2 separate regions of the Mus musculus genome follow, and region 2 is linked to region 1. A link is a contact called in public HiChIP or PLAC-seq data. All regions are on one chromosome and are shown on one strand. Each heading gives the region's core, a stretch centred on a gene start, on an enhancer-like site or on the middle of the called end of the contact. The rest is flanking DNA. Distances are from core to core; before and after follow the strand shown.

Region 1 (6,093 bases), core at 1,398-3,897:
TTTGGGGGAACTTTCCATGAGAACCCCAGAGCGTAGCCATCCTCAGTCTTACAGTGCTCTAAATGTAGGCTATGGGATCATTACTGCCAGGGTCTCACTAGGTTCTAAATGGTGGAGGTCCCATAGTGGATTGGGTTCATCAAAACATGTGGCAGTTCTTTGTAAATACCTGGGATTTTGTCTGTTGTTTCCTTCAAATTTCTGGTCTAGGTTAAATAATGAAATTGTGGCTAATTTCTGCCCTGTCAGGGCCAGGATCCCTCTGGACTAACTGTGAGACTTTGATTCTTAGGGCTTGAATGCTGTGTTCGATATCCTGGTGATAGGCAAACTCGACATTCTGGCAGCTGTCCGGAAGGTCCTACATAAGGACAAGTCACAAGAGGTGAGCCACATACTTTTTCTGGAGCCTAGATATGGAAAATGTCAGGGACCAGCCAATTTAAAATGCTGAAAACCACAAATTACCGCTGGCTTCTGATGTTTTCTGATCTTCTTTGCTACAGAACCCCATATTAAAAGATCCCAGTCACATAGGGGCAGCTTTCACTGGATATAAACTGTGGATATTCAGACTCTTTTATGCAGACTGGGCAGGGATTCCAGTAGATGACAGTGCCTACCAAAGTGACATTGACAGAAATCATCCACAAAGTAAAGACTAGATCCAAGGTGTAACTATACCTTGAAATTTCTTACAATTTGAATTCTAAGGTAGGCAACTTTTTAGTGCACAGTGTCAATGCAGTAGCTACTCATACTTGGGCTTGGTATATTTTTTTTATTTATTTTGCAGTGCGGGGCAGTAAAACCCAGGGTCTCTTTCTAGGCAAGTGATTAACCTGTATCCACTCCATTTTCTACTTTTTATTTTAAACCAGTCTTCAATGTTGCCCAGGCTGGACTTGAACTCTGTATAACCCCCAGGCAGACTATATGGATGGGGGGGGGGGGAGGACGGGACCCTCTTGTCTCAGCCTCCTAAATACTTAGATTACACGCTATGCTTAAGTTGAAAATCTTCCACAACAGGAACTTTGTGGTGTCCTTTCAGAATGCAGGCATGTTCAAGAATGGAGGCCTCCTTTTCCGAATAGCCCTACTTACCATTGGAGGCACCAGCATGCTTTATATACGCTGGAAAATCATGGGAACAGGCCCACCGGCATTTACTGAGGTGGACAACCCAGCATCCTTTGCTGACAGCATGTTGGTTAGGGTAAGTATTGAGCCTGGATTTCTTTTCAATTATTTTCTTTACCCATCTATAGATTAGCAGTTCTCAACCTGTGAGTTGTGATCCTTTTTGGGGTCAAATGACCCTTTCATAGAGGTATCTATCCTAAGACAGTTGGAAAACAGATATTTGCATTATGATTTATAACTAGTAAAACTAATACTATGAAGTAGCAATGAAGATAATGTTAAGGTTGGGGGTGACCACAACCTGAGGAACTATATTAAAGGGTTGTAGCGTTAGGATGGTGGAGATCCACCTTCGTCTTCTCCATCTTCATCCCCACCCATCACCACATTCACAAGTCCCTAATCAGTGGATACATCCATGTTTTGTTGTTTTTAAGGTTATTTTATAATAAAGGCAACTTTTTTATGCTGTTAGGAAGGGTGTGTGGTGGTTCTTTATATAGTTATTTCTTGATGCCCATGGGAAATTAGTTCCAAGAGTCCCCCATCCCAATTCTAAAATCCAGGGGTGCAGGAGTCTCATTGAGAAGGTAAGGGTGTTTACATATATCCTGTTCACATCTCCCCTATGCTCAAAACTGTCTTCAGCTTCTACACTGCACCTAACACAGTGCCTGCTCTTTGTTCTAATGTGATTAAGGGTAGCGTTCACTGCTCAGCGAGTTTAAGCTTTGTTTTTTTTTTTTTTTTTCTTACAAATATTTTCAATATATGGTTAAATTCTAGGTTTATTGAGTCTGTCAATTCAGGCCCACATAGAGGGCCAACATAATTCCTTTCATGAAAAGCAGGAAAAGAGACCCCTTCTATTATGATGCCCATCTGACCCCATCTTTGTTGCTGCAGGAGGACCTAGCATGGCTGAATTAAGACAAATGTGGTAGCGCAATGCTATTGTAAGAGTGTTTTTCTAAGGATCAGGATCTCAAGCCACAGATTCTTAGCTGTGCACTCTACAGAGAGAGTCAAGAGGATGCTCAGAGCTGAGCTCCATTTTTAAAGAATTAGGTGCACCGGGCCCTACATTGACCATGTCAGAGGCGTTAAGTAATCCTATGTAAATGAGCCATATCCTGGCCAGAAATATAACCAACACCTGCATTGCCTGGACCACTGGCTTGGCTGTATTTTTAATGTATTAAAATCTGGATGCATTTAATAAATTACAGATTACAACCCTATGCTCAGAATACAAATGGGCAGTATTTTATTTTTACACAACCGCTTCCTGGAACAGAAGCTTATGAATGCCTCGGAAGTGAAGTTAGGATATGTGTGTTCTTTCAAGTTCACCATCAAGTAAGTGTTTGTTTTTCTTTTGACTGACAGGCCATAAACTATAATTACTACTATTCATTGAATGCCTGGCTGCTGCTGTGTCCCTGGTGGCTGTGTTTTGATTGGTCAATGGGCTGCATCCCCCTCATTAAGTCAGTTGGTGACTGGAGGGTAATTGCTCTAGCGGCACTTTGGCTCTGCCTAATTGGCCTAATATTCCAAGCCCTGTGCTCTGAGGATAGCTGCAAGAGAAGGTAAGAGGCAGCATGGAATTTTAACTTCTGTGCAGCAGAAGCATTTTGCTAAAATCAGTGCCTATCACTTCTCAACAACTCTGTGTATAGGACATCTAAGGATATTTATTCTGAATTTATGGCAGCAACAAGGTAGGAATCTATGGCTTCAGCTGGTAGGGAGGGAAGTTGGAGAGGCAGTAAGGCATTACTACCATGGGCCACTCCCACCCTCCTAAGTAGCACTTAGAGGCCTCACTGTAGGAGGTAAAATGTAATTTATGGTCAGAACAGGGAGTATAATTGACAAATGTTGGGCCCATTATTTCACAGTTCTCCTTCAAAGAAGCCCTTGCGAAGTCCTCTCTATTGTCCTGCACAAAATATGTTGTTGCCCTCAAAAGATACTACACTTTTTCAACAGATTAAAAAAAATCTTTTGCAAAGGGTTATTGAGAAAATAATTGGAGAAGACAAACATATTCTATGAAAATGAAAACTGCTTAAGACAGTTTTCACAAAACCTGAGTGCACATGATGTTAACTAAGTAATTTCTCAAGATGAATGAATGTTTTCTGCTTACCTGTGTGCTTAAATTAGTTGATGATTCTAAAGAGTGACAAACTTCAGTTTTAATCAGTTCATTTATACTTGTGAAATGAAATGTAAAACAAAATATTGTGAGGCATAGGGTCTGAGAAGGAACCACCAAATGTGACTTCACTGCTTCGTTTACACCATCTCATCATCAGAGCCTTAGAGATGTGGATGTTATACATGTTTCACTGCAAAGTGTGTTTGTGCTTGACCGCAGTAACAAAAGATAGTTTCTTTTAAATTTACGCACCTTAATCTATTTCAGTATTGTCCTTGCTAGACAAGTCGGGGAAGGGTCCATTAAAAACTACATGGTGTTATTTGGGAAGAGTATATTCACTAATCAAGGAATAGATTAGATCTAATCTTTTGACTTTATTGATGCAATGATTTTCCTATGTGCTGGCTGCTAAGTACTTTGCTCTGTGCTGCCAGCCAACTCCCCTCTACTGATGACTTTATCCTTGCTAAATATCTTTTCTAAATTGATAGCAAGAAACAAAGAGCAGTCTTTATTGTTATGTCCAGTAAGGTGCTTTTCGTGGAAAATCTAAAAATAGCCGAACTTGTAAATACTTTTTCATCTTCCAGAATCCTTACTCTGGGTTTGGGATTTCTTGTGATCCCCTTTCTTCCTGCAAGCAACTTGTTTTTCCGAGTGGGCTTTGTGGTCGCAGAACGTGTCCTCTACCTTCCCAGCGCTGGGTACTGCGTGCTGCTGACCTTTGGATTTGGAGCTCTGAGCAGACACACTAAGAAAAAGGTACCATAGGGCTGGGGCAGTGATGCAGTGGGTAAGAGAGCTTGCTGTGCGAGTGAAGGCTGAGTTCAAACCATAGCACTGATGTAAACTGCCTGGCATGGCTTTGCATGCCTATAACCCCCAAGCTTGAGGGCTCCAAGCTAGGGAGATCCTGGAAACTCATTGTCCTGCCAGCTTTGCGTTCTAAGGCCTAGAGTGAGAATGGAAGACACGTGACATCCTCCTGTGGCCTCTGCATGGACACAGGTGTGTGTTTACATCTGTGCACCCATGTGCGTGCACCACACATATGTACATACCAAAAAGAAAAACCTAGAATGCTGCCTCAGAAAACCATAGCACCACATGTTACTAATGACCTCTGCCAACTCTATTCAGAAACCTGTTGCCGCCATCATCCTGGGCATCCTTCTCATCAATGCACTGAGATGTGTGATACGCAGTGGTGAGTGGCGGAGTGAAGAGCAGCTCTTTCGAAGCGCCCTGTCTGTGTGTCCCCTCAATGCTAAGGTACCTTGCCCACCAGATTACATTTTTAATCTTCCAGTAGATAAGAACATACACCATGGATCAGTAACCAGGGGTGGGGTGGGGGGGGTGGTGGGAGAGTGAGGGGTAGGGGATGGAGGGGATTATTGGGTATTTTTTCCAGTGAGTTAGTTAAGATTCATTACACTTAGCTAAAAGAAGTTATTAAATTAATTATTAACATAGATTTATTTAAACTTGTGCCATCCTCAAGTTGCTAGTATCACCTCAGTTTGAAGACACTGGGAGTCGGGAGGTTGTTTCATCTCCAGGCTGGGGCTGGGTATGGATTCCGTCTTTTAAAGCAGACCTTTCAGAATCTATGCTCTGTTGATAGAAGGAACTGGTCTCATTCAAGCTATAATGTGAAGGTGGCAATACCTGTGAATAGGCTTGGGAATTTAAAGTTGACTGCTGCACAGAAGTGTACGTGCATAGCACCCTGAGGTCTGTGCTTGGTGATGCCTCTTGCCGGTTGATAAGCATGGGTGTATGTGCTGTAAAATTGGCAGTGTTTTGTTGGAGAGATCTACCAGGGATTTATCTCACTTGTATTTTTGGTTAAATCTAAGCTTTCCACTTACCCAACTAGTCAAACTCTCAGTGTTCTTTTTTTGTGAGAAATAATGCCTGCCTGGTAGGTTTCTTGACCATAGCACATCAGTCAGCACATAGGTGCTTGGGAAATGCTAACTGTTTAGATTTTGTGTTTATTTGGCTTCACCAAACAGTAAGAGGAGAATTCCATTTGCTGAGGTTGGGCCAAGACTTTAGGGTAGAAGTCTTCTGTTAGTGTACAGATTACTGTGTCATACTGACAGCTGTCTTACTTAGCACATTTGATTGGGATTGCTTAGTTTGTGTGAACGTGATCCTTCTGGGTACAAAGAGCTTTCTGAAGTTCTCAATGCTACATTCTATATTTAAGAAAAGTAACAATTTCAGACTAAGTTATATAAATAAAACTAATGACCATGTCACATCTTACTGCGATCCTAAAGTGAAGACAAGTCTATAAGAGCTGTGACTCCATGCCTGTCCTATGTTTGTATGTTTGTTCTTTTTTGGTCAAAACATTTCATTCCTGTTTTAGTTAAGATGTCTTAGGAACTTTTTTTTAGGTGCTTCTCAGCCATTCAGTATTCTTCAGTTGAGAATTCTTTGTTTAGCTCTGTACCCCATTTTTTAATAGAGCTATTTGGTTCTATGGAGTCTAACTTCTTGAGTTCTTTGTATATATTGGATATTAGCCCTCTATCAGATGTAGGGTTGGTAAAGATCTTCTCCCAATTTGTTGGTTGCTGTTTTGTCCTATTGACAGTGTCCTTTGCCCTACAGAAGCTTTGTAATTTATTAAGTCCCATTCGTCAATTCTTGATTTTAGAGCATAAGTTATTGGTGTTCTGTTCAGGAATTTTTTCCCTGTGCCCATGTGCTGGAGGCTCTTCCCACTTTCTTTTCAATTAGTTTCAGTGTATCTGGTTTTA
Region 2 (6,093 bases), core at 1,918-4,417, 350 kb before region 1:
TGTACAAGAGCTTTTTTATCATCGTAGGAATGTTTCTCTTGCTGCTGTGCTATGCCTTTGCTGGAGTTGTTCTGTTTGGTACCGTAAAGTATGGTGAGAACATTAACAGGTCAGAATGTATTTGTCTTCCTATTTATTTTTCCAAGCAGATGTCTTAATAATAAAATCATGAATACAAACTTAGGTGTTTTTTGACTATTAAAGACTTAGGAGTGGTATAAGTAATCTGTTGGAAAATAAAATAAAATATACACATTTTAAATGACATTTTCCATTTGACAAATACTTATTTTAGAACCCTTAGGAAATGCAAAAATCAAACAAAAAGGTTTTATAATTCTACCCACTGTCAGGAATAACAACCCTTGATTTCAGTATTTTTCTACCCATGTACCTCTCTGAAATGCTATATTATTTGGGGGGAGGGGTTAAAACTGTTTTTTAGATGATTTTTTTTCAGCAAAGTGTAGCAAGTTAGAACCTACTAAATCACTCTGCTATGCAAAAAATGCATTTTCAATACCTCCTCTTCCATATCATAAAAGCATCTGCTGTTGTTCCCTTAAAAGTTAAAATGCAACAAAACATGTGCAAATGTCTCACTTGTAGGTGGTTTATTTGGCACATGGCTAAGTATCTTTCTATGACCCAAGTGGAGGAATCACTTCTTAGTAGTCAGAGTAAGAACTCAGTTGTTACAGTTCAAAGCCAGTAAGTTGATGACCCTGTGAAAGTTTTGACTTGTCAGGCATCTATACTTGCAGGAAAGTGGAAATGGCAACAGAAAGGTTTTAAGCTTTGGTAACAGGAACCTGGCAGCCAGGTTTGCAAATGCCACATGTTTGGGTGGTGACCACTAATAGTGCTTCAAGACAATGACAAGTCATGAAATCTTCATTCTGTTTTCTTTTCTTAAATTAGGCATGCCAATTTTTCCTCAGCTGGCAAAGCCATTACTGTATTGTTTCGAATTGTCACAGGTGAAGACTGGAACAAGATTATGCATGATTGTATGGTAAATATTCCCTTATTATTGTTAGTGCCTCACCATACACTCATGTGCACACGCCAATGGTAATCTTGTTAACATCAAGACTTATATTAAAGGAAATATTCTTCCTGTCTAGTCCATAAGTTGCACTTTGAACATTACAAGATATAAATAGAAAGAATAAAATATTCACTTAACATAACTTAAACTATTATGCTCATATTTTAAAATGAGCACTTTTCTTTCCTGCTTATCCTTCATAGCTTAGCAATCAAAATAAGGACATTTATTTAATGCACTCATTGAACACTCAATCCCTGGTTTGTCCTGGGCCATGTACAAGGCCTTCTACAGGTCTAAAGGTTCCACAAGGCACATATGTCATGTAGTCTGAGCCATTCTTCCCTTTGGTATCCTGCTTTCTTTCCAGTACATCTATATCATCCTTGGGTCATGGTGTTAATGCTTGCTTCTTTAGGCATTTTTGCCCACACTTAAAACCGTGGGTTATATGTTCTACAGGTCTCTACATTTCTTGTTTGGACATGTGTACTAGTTCTAGAGAGTTGTAGAGTCAACCTTATTTCTTTCTCCTTCCTCTCAGATCATAGACACCAATGATGCTCTATAAACATTCTATGAGGGAGCATGTACTGTCCACATGCAACTCAGTATTGAACTACTAAAGTGTGACTAGTGCATCAGAAAAACTGCTTTATATTTCATTTATTTTTACTTAATCTTAATTAATATGAATTAAATTTAAATTACCGTATGGAATTAATACCTCTTGTGCTGGAAACTGTGATGTTAAACTGTTGTCAGCTGTCAGAGAACAGGAGTACGTCTTTATTGTTAGTCTATCACTTGGCACAGATATACCACATAGTAGAGTCTAGAGAATTTTAAACATGAAAAGTGGAAACCAAATTTATCCAATCAGGTATAGCCCAAGGCAGAATTAAATAAATCCTATATAGGCTCTCAGAAAAGTGTGTGGGAATCCAGAAGACAAAGCTAGTTATCTGGTTGAAAGAAACCAGGAGAGTATCACAGACAGATTTGAATTTTAATGAGTCCCATGGAATGCACACACTTTATATAATCTGAACCTTATACATTTCTGTAACATCTCATTTGGTGCCTCAGACTGGGGACTAGTCCTTACACAACCTGAATGTGAATTTGGTATGTATAATCTACTCCATACAAATTAATCCATTGCTTAAATTTTAAAAAATATTAAAGTTTCTCTTTATTTGACTTCATAAAGTTTGACCCCAGAGTCTGTTGGTGGGATGTTAAGCTTATGTCCCAGAGGCAACTTGTTCACTTGCATTTTGCTTCTATCAATGGCAATTTAATTGGGTCATCTACAATACCAAAAGCTTATATAGCATGATGAAATACTCTTGTGGAGTTCTGCTGCAAATGATGTGTATGTCCGACATGTATGGCTTTTGCTTGATGGCTTTAAATTAACTACATCCCGTACTGTCAATAATATATTCATTGAGCACTACAGTCAGAAGAAATCTGTGCCCTTCCCTCCCCTCAATGCCCTCCATGTCTCCCACTGGCCCACAGGTTCAACCTCCATTTTGTACTCCAGATGAATTTACATACTGGGCAACAGACTGTGGCAATTATGCAGGGGCACTTATGTACTTCTGCTCATTCTATGTCATCATTGCCTACATCATGCTGAATCTGCTTGTAGGTAAGAGATGTTCATGGAATTATTTTTTCCATCTCTTCAAACTCAGGTACTTGGATAATTATGTACAATTTTCAAGTAATTATCCTGGATTGCTTGGGGCGGGTGTTTCATGGCATTAATTATAAATTGTTGCCTCTCAACCCAGGAGCTGAAAAGACCTTTGAAAGGCATGGAAATGGCAGTTGATTGCAGTTTCAAGAATTGTCCTATTTATTATGCTCATTAATTCCCAAAGAGCTCTTCCCATGGATTGAGCTGAACACAAATCAGGGAGGGCTACTTTCACAGCCTTGAAACATCAGTTTGGTTTTTAAAGATATATTTTGTTCACCCAGCTGCGGGGACATCCAGGCCCAATATGACCTTAAAAATGCCCTGGAAGTCTGAAGTAAGAGTAGGAGCCAGCTGGCATGAATGTCTAACTAGAGTGCCTTTGAGCCCATGACCCTCATGTTTTGGAAAGGCAAGTGATGAATAAATAGCTTAGTTCAAGTGAGAGACATGCCAGCTTGGAAACTGTACTAAAAGCACTTTGAAAAATTGGCTTTATAATGTGAGTGATAACATTTATTATTTATAATAGATGTTTTACTTTTTCTAAAAAATGACAGATTAGCATATTTGTCTAACATCTGATTTTTTTCCCTAGCCATAATTGTGGAGAATTTCTCTTTGTTTTATTCCACTGAAGAGGACCAGCTTTTGAGTTACAATGATCTTCGCCATTTTCAAATCATATGGAACATGGTAGATGATAAAAGAGAGGTAGGAACTGTGGGTGTGGCTTATTTGCTAACAAAGCATGCAAACCCAAGGATTCTGGGTTTGATCCCCAACACCACATAAAACTAGGTGTTGTGGTACATCACTGTACTCCCAGCACTTGGAAAATGGAAGCAGAGAGTTGGATATTCAAGATCTTCCTCAACCTAGGGGTAGGAGGGGAGTGGGCCATTGTTTACCTGCTCAATCTCAAAGAGAACAAATGATACATTTCAAGTATCTTGAATCTGAGAATTGGCATAGACTAAATTTGGAGCTGTCACTGTTGCTTTGCAGTGCCAGGTGTGTATGCAATGACCGGGGGACAGAGTAGTCTCTCCTCGTGTCCTTTCCAACAATGAAGAGCCTGGTCTTTAGACTTTCAAAAGGTCAGCAAGGGAAGAAAATTAAGGATTTTTCAAGGGTATCTGCCTTGGGCTCAAGTAGAAGGAGGGGAATTGCAGCTCCCAGAGGGAAAGCCTGCTACAGACTTACTATCGCCGCAACTTTAAGCAGTCATCTAGATGAACCACACACAGGGATTACAAGTGATGTCTGTGGTGTATCTCAGTGGTTAAGTGTTTGCTGAGCATGTAGAAAGCCTTGGGTTCAATGCCTGGCACCACTAAAAATTAATTAATTACATGGAGACCTGGTTATTCTAAACTACTTCTAAGTTAGTATGTAAAGGTCTTAACCATAAGATTACCCAATACTTCCTAGAATTAGCCAAAGCAGAGGCAAGTTTCTTGTTCTCAGCTACCTCCTTTCCTTTCCACTTTCTTCCTCCTCCTTACCATCCTGCATGTTCCTCCCTTCTTCCTCTCTTCTTTGACCTCTTACTCATCTTTATCTTCCCAAAGCTTAACTTGATCTAGGCACTGAGGTAAAGCAATTCTCAAGTGGCAAGGTTCCTATGGCCACAGAGCTTATATTTTAAAGGAAGAGGTGACCCCTTAAAGGTGAAATGGTTAGACTAATGACAATGGTTAGAATCCCTAATCCAAATTAATTCCAGACTTTGAATTCTTTTTAGTACCAACACAACACTACAAATGGAGAAAGTCACACCAGATTTTGTGTGTCAAGTCACAGTCAAAACCCAGACATGCTAAAAATATTGTATAAAATGACTTCTGGGATATGTGTGTAAGATATGTGAAAAGTGAATGAATGGCACCTGCCACTAATCCTACTACATGGGAGGCAGAAGTAGGAGGCTCAGGAGTTTGACAGCATTAAGTTTAATGTCAGCCTGGAATACTCAAGAACTTGTTCTAAAAAGATTAAAAAGCACTGGGTGTGGTGGCACACGCCTTTAATCCCAGCACTCGAGAGGCAGAGGCAGGTGGATTTCTGATTTCAAGGCCAGCGTGGTCTACCCAGTGAGTTCCAGGACAGCCAGGGCTACACAGAGAAACCCTGTCTCAAAACAACAACAAAAAGATTAAAAAACACATGAATAAATTTTATGTTTAAACTTATATCTTGTCCACATTATCACTCATTGTAGGAATGCAAATATTCCAAAGTCCATAAAATCCAACGTTTGAAACACTTATGATCCTAACATTTTGGTAGGGGATATTAAACTTCTATGAGTTCCAGAAGTTATGAGCATATTGAAGATGATAGAGTGTGGATGGGCTTGAAGTGGACCCTTAGCTAAAATGGTCATGAAGGTGTAGGTAAAGAGGTGATTATTGTGCTCACATCAAGAAACAAGGAAAGTTCAGCTATATAGAGATACACCTAAGAAGATCCAAAAATAGTTCAGCACAAGTTTAGTATAGAGACAAGGAGTTAGCACATTTGAGGTATGTAAGGATCTGGAAGGTGTGGTGTGGTTGTAACCCAGGGTCTGCAAGACACAGGGATGTCTCTTCGCTGTTTTACTCTCTGTCTTTGTTAGTACTCTCTGTCCTCAAACTGGGCTGCAGTCGCTTCTGAACTTCTGAGATAGTAACTTGTGGAGGACAGGGATACATGGCCTAGTTCTTTTGTCTCATCTAGATCTATATTTGTCTCTGTGACTCTTACCCACAGGAACTTGATTTCACATGATATGTACAGGAAAGACTGCACCCTAATTAACACTGAGATGCTAATAACTAGCAAGAAGCCTTAGACTACCAGGTCCATTCAAAGATATAGTCAGAGTTGGCCTGTTAGGCTGTGTTACATGGAATACAGTGATACCTTTTATAGTTTCAATGTCCAGATGTGTTTTACCCCAGGAAGAGAGCAAAGCTGAGTCCTCACTGTCTCATCTAAGTTAATCTAATCATTGAGGAGACTTACAATGAAACTACCTTTCAATGGAAGCAAAATAACAAATGCTAAGTCTAAGACCCAGATTAAGTGAGGAAAGTTACATAGATATGCATTGCCTACTTGTAGAATGATATTCACGGTGCATGTGGAGAGGTGGGTAGACTACTGAGTGTAATTAGTAAGGGCTGATTCCAGAGAAAGCTACATGAATGTTGCTCACTCTCCCTACCTCTGGAGTCAATATTATGATAACCCACAGGATGAGAGCAACAGAAAGTTACTGCTTAGTACTTCACATCATATGCTTCACACATATTATTCTGCCCAGCTTTCAAAGAGAACAGTG

What was found. HiChIP or PLAC-seq counts read pairs in DNA pulled down with a chosen protein or histone mark.
Region 2: an H3K4me3 HiChIP or PLAC-seq map of embryonic basal ganglia shows a contact between it and region 1, with 4 times the contacts expected there. The contact joins two enhancer-like sites. A contact is called at or near these places in 3 of 39 promoter capture datasets (cranial neural crest, liver and maxillary cranial neural crest), 5 of 484 Hi-C or Micro-C datasets (CD4 T cells, CD8 T cells, cochlea and 2 more) and 2 of 115 datasets of contacts at active chromatin or transcription factors (astrocytes and embryonic basal ganglia).

The regions. Positions count from the first base shown.
Region 1 is chr14:122,939,800-122,945,892 of GRCm38.p6, reverse strand. It overlaps Tmtc4 (transmembrane and tetratricopeptide repeat containing 4), which reads left to right. Exons shown (of 18, transcript NM_028651.3): 7 at 293-385; 8 at 1,055-1,219; 9 at 2,536-2,738; 10 at 3,907-4,078; 11 at 4,457-4,588. Among named protein-coding and RNA genes, the nearest start is that of Ggact, 30 kb to the right of the region's middle. Within about 2 kb of position 2,647, at least 19 of the 459 cell types and tissues checked have an H3K27ac peak or open chromatin away from gene starts, as enhancers often do. A contact at or near this core is called in embryonic basal ganglia, where this site is marked.
Region 2 is chr14:123,288,350-123,294,442 of GRCm38.p6, reverse strand. Nalcn (sodium leak channel, non-selective) reads left to right here. Exons shown (of 44, transcript NM_177393.4): 36 at 1-109; 37 at 922-1,015; 38 at 2,579-2,711; 39 at 3,361-3,476. Among named protein-coding and RNA genes, the nearest start is that of AA536875, 120 kb to the right of the region's middle. Within about 2 kb of position 3,167, at least 5 of the 459 cell types and tissues checked have an H3K27ac peak or open chromatin away from gene starts, as enhancers often do. A contact at or near this core is called in embryonic basal ganglia, where this site is marked.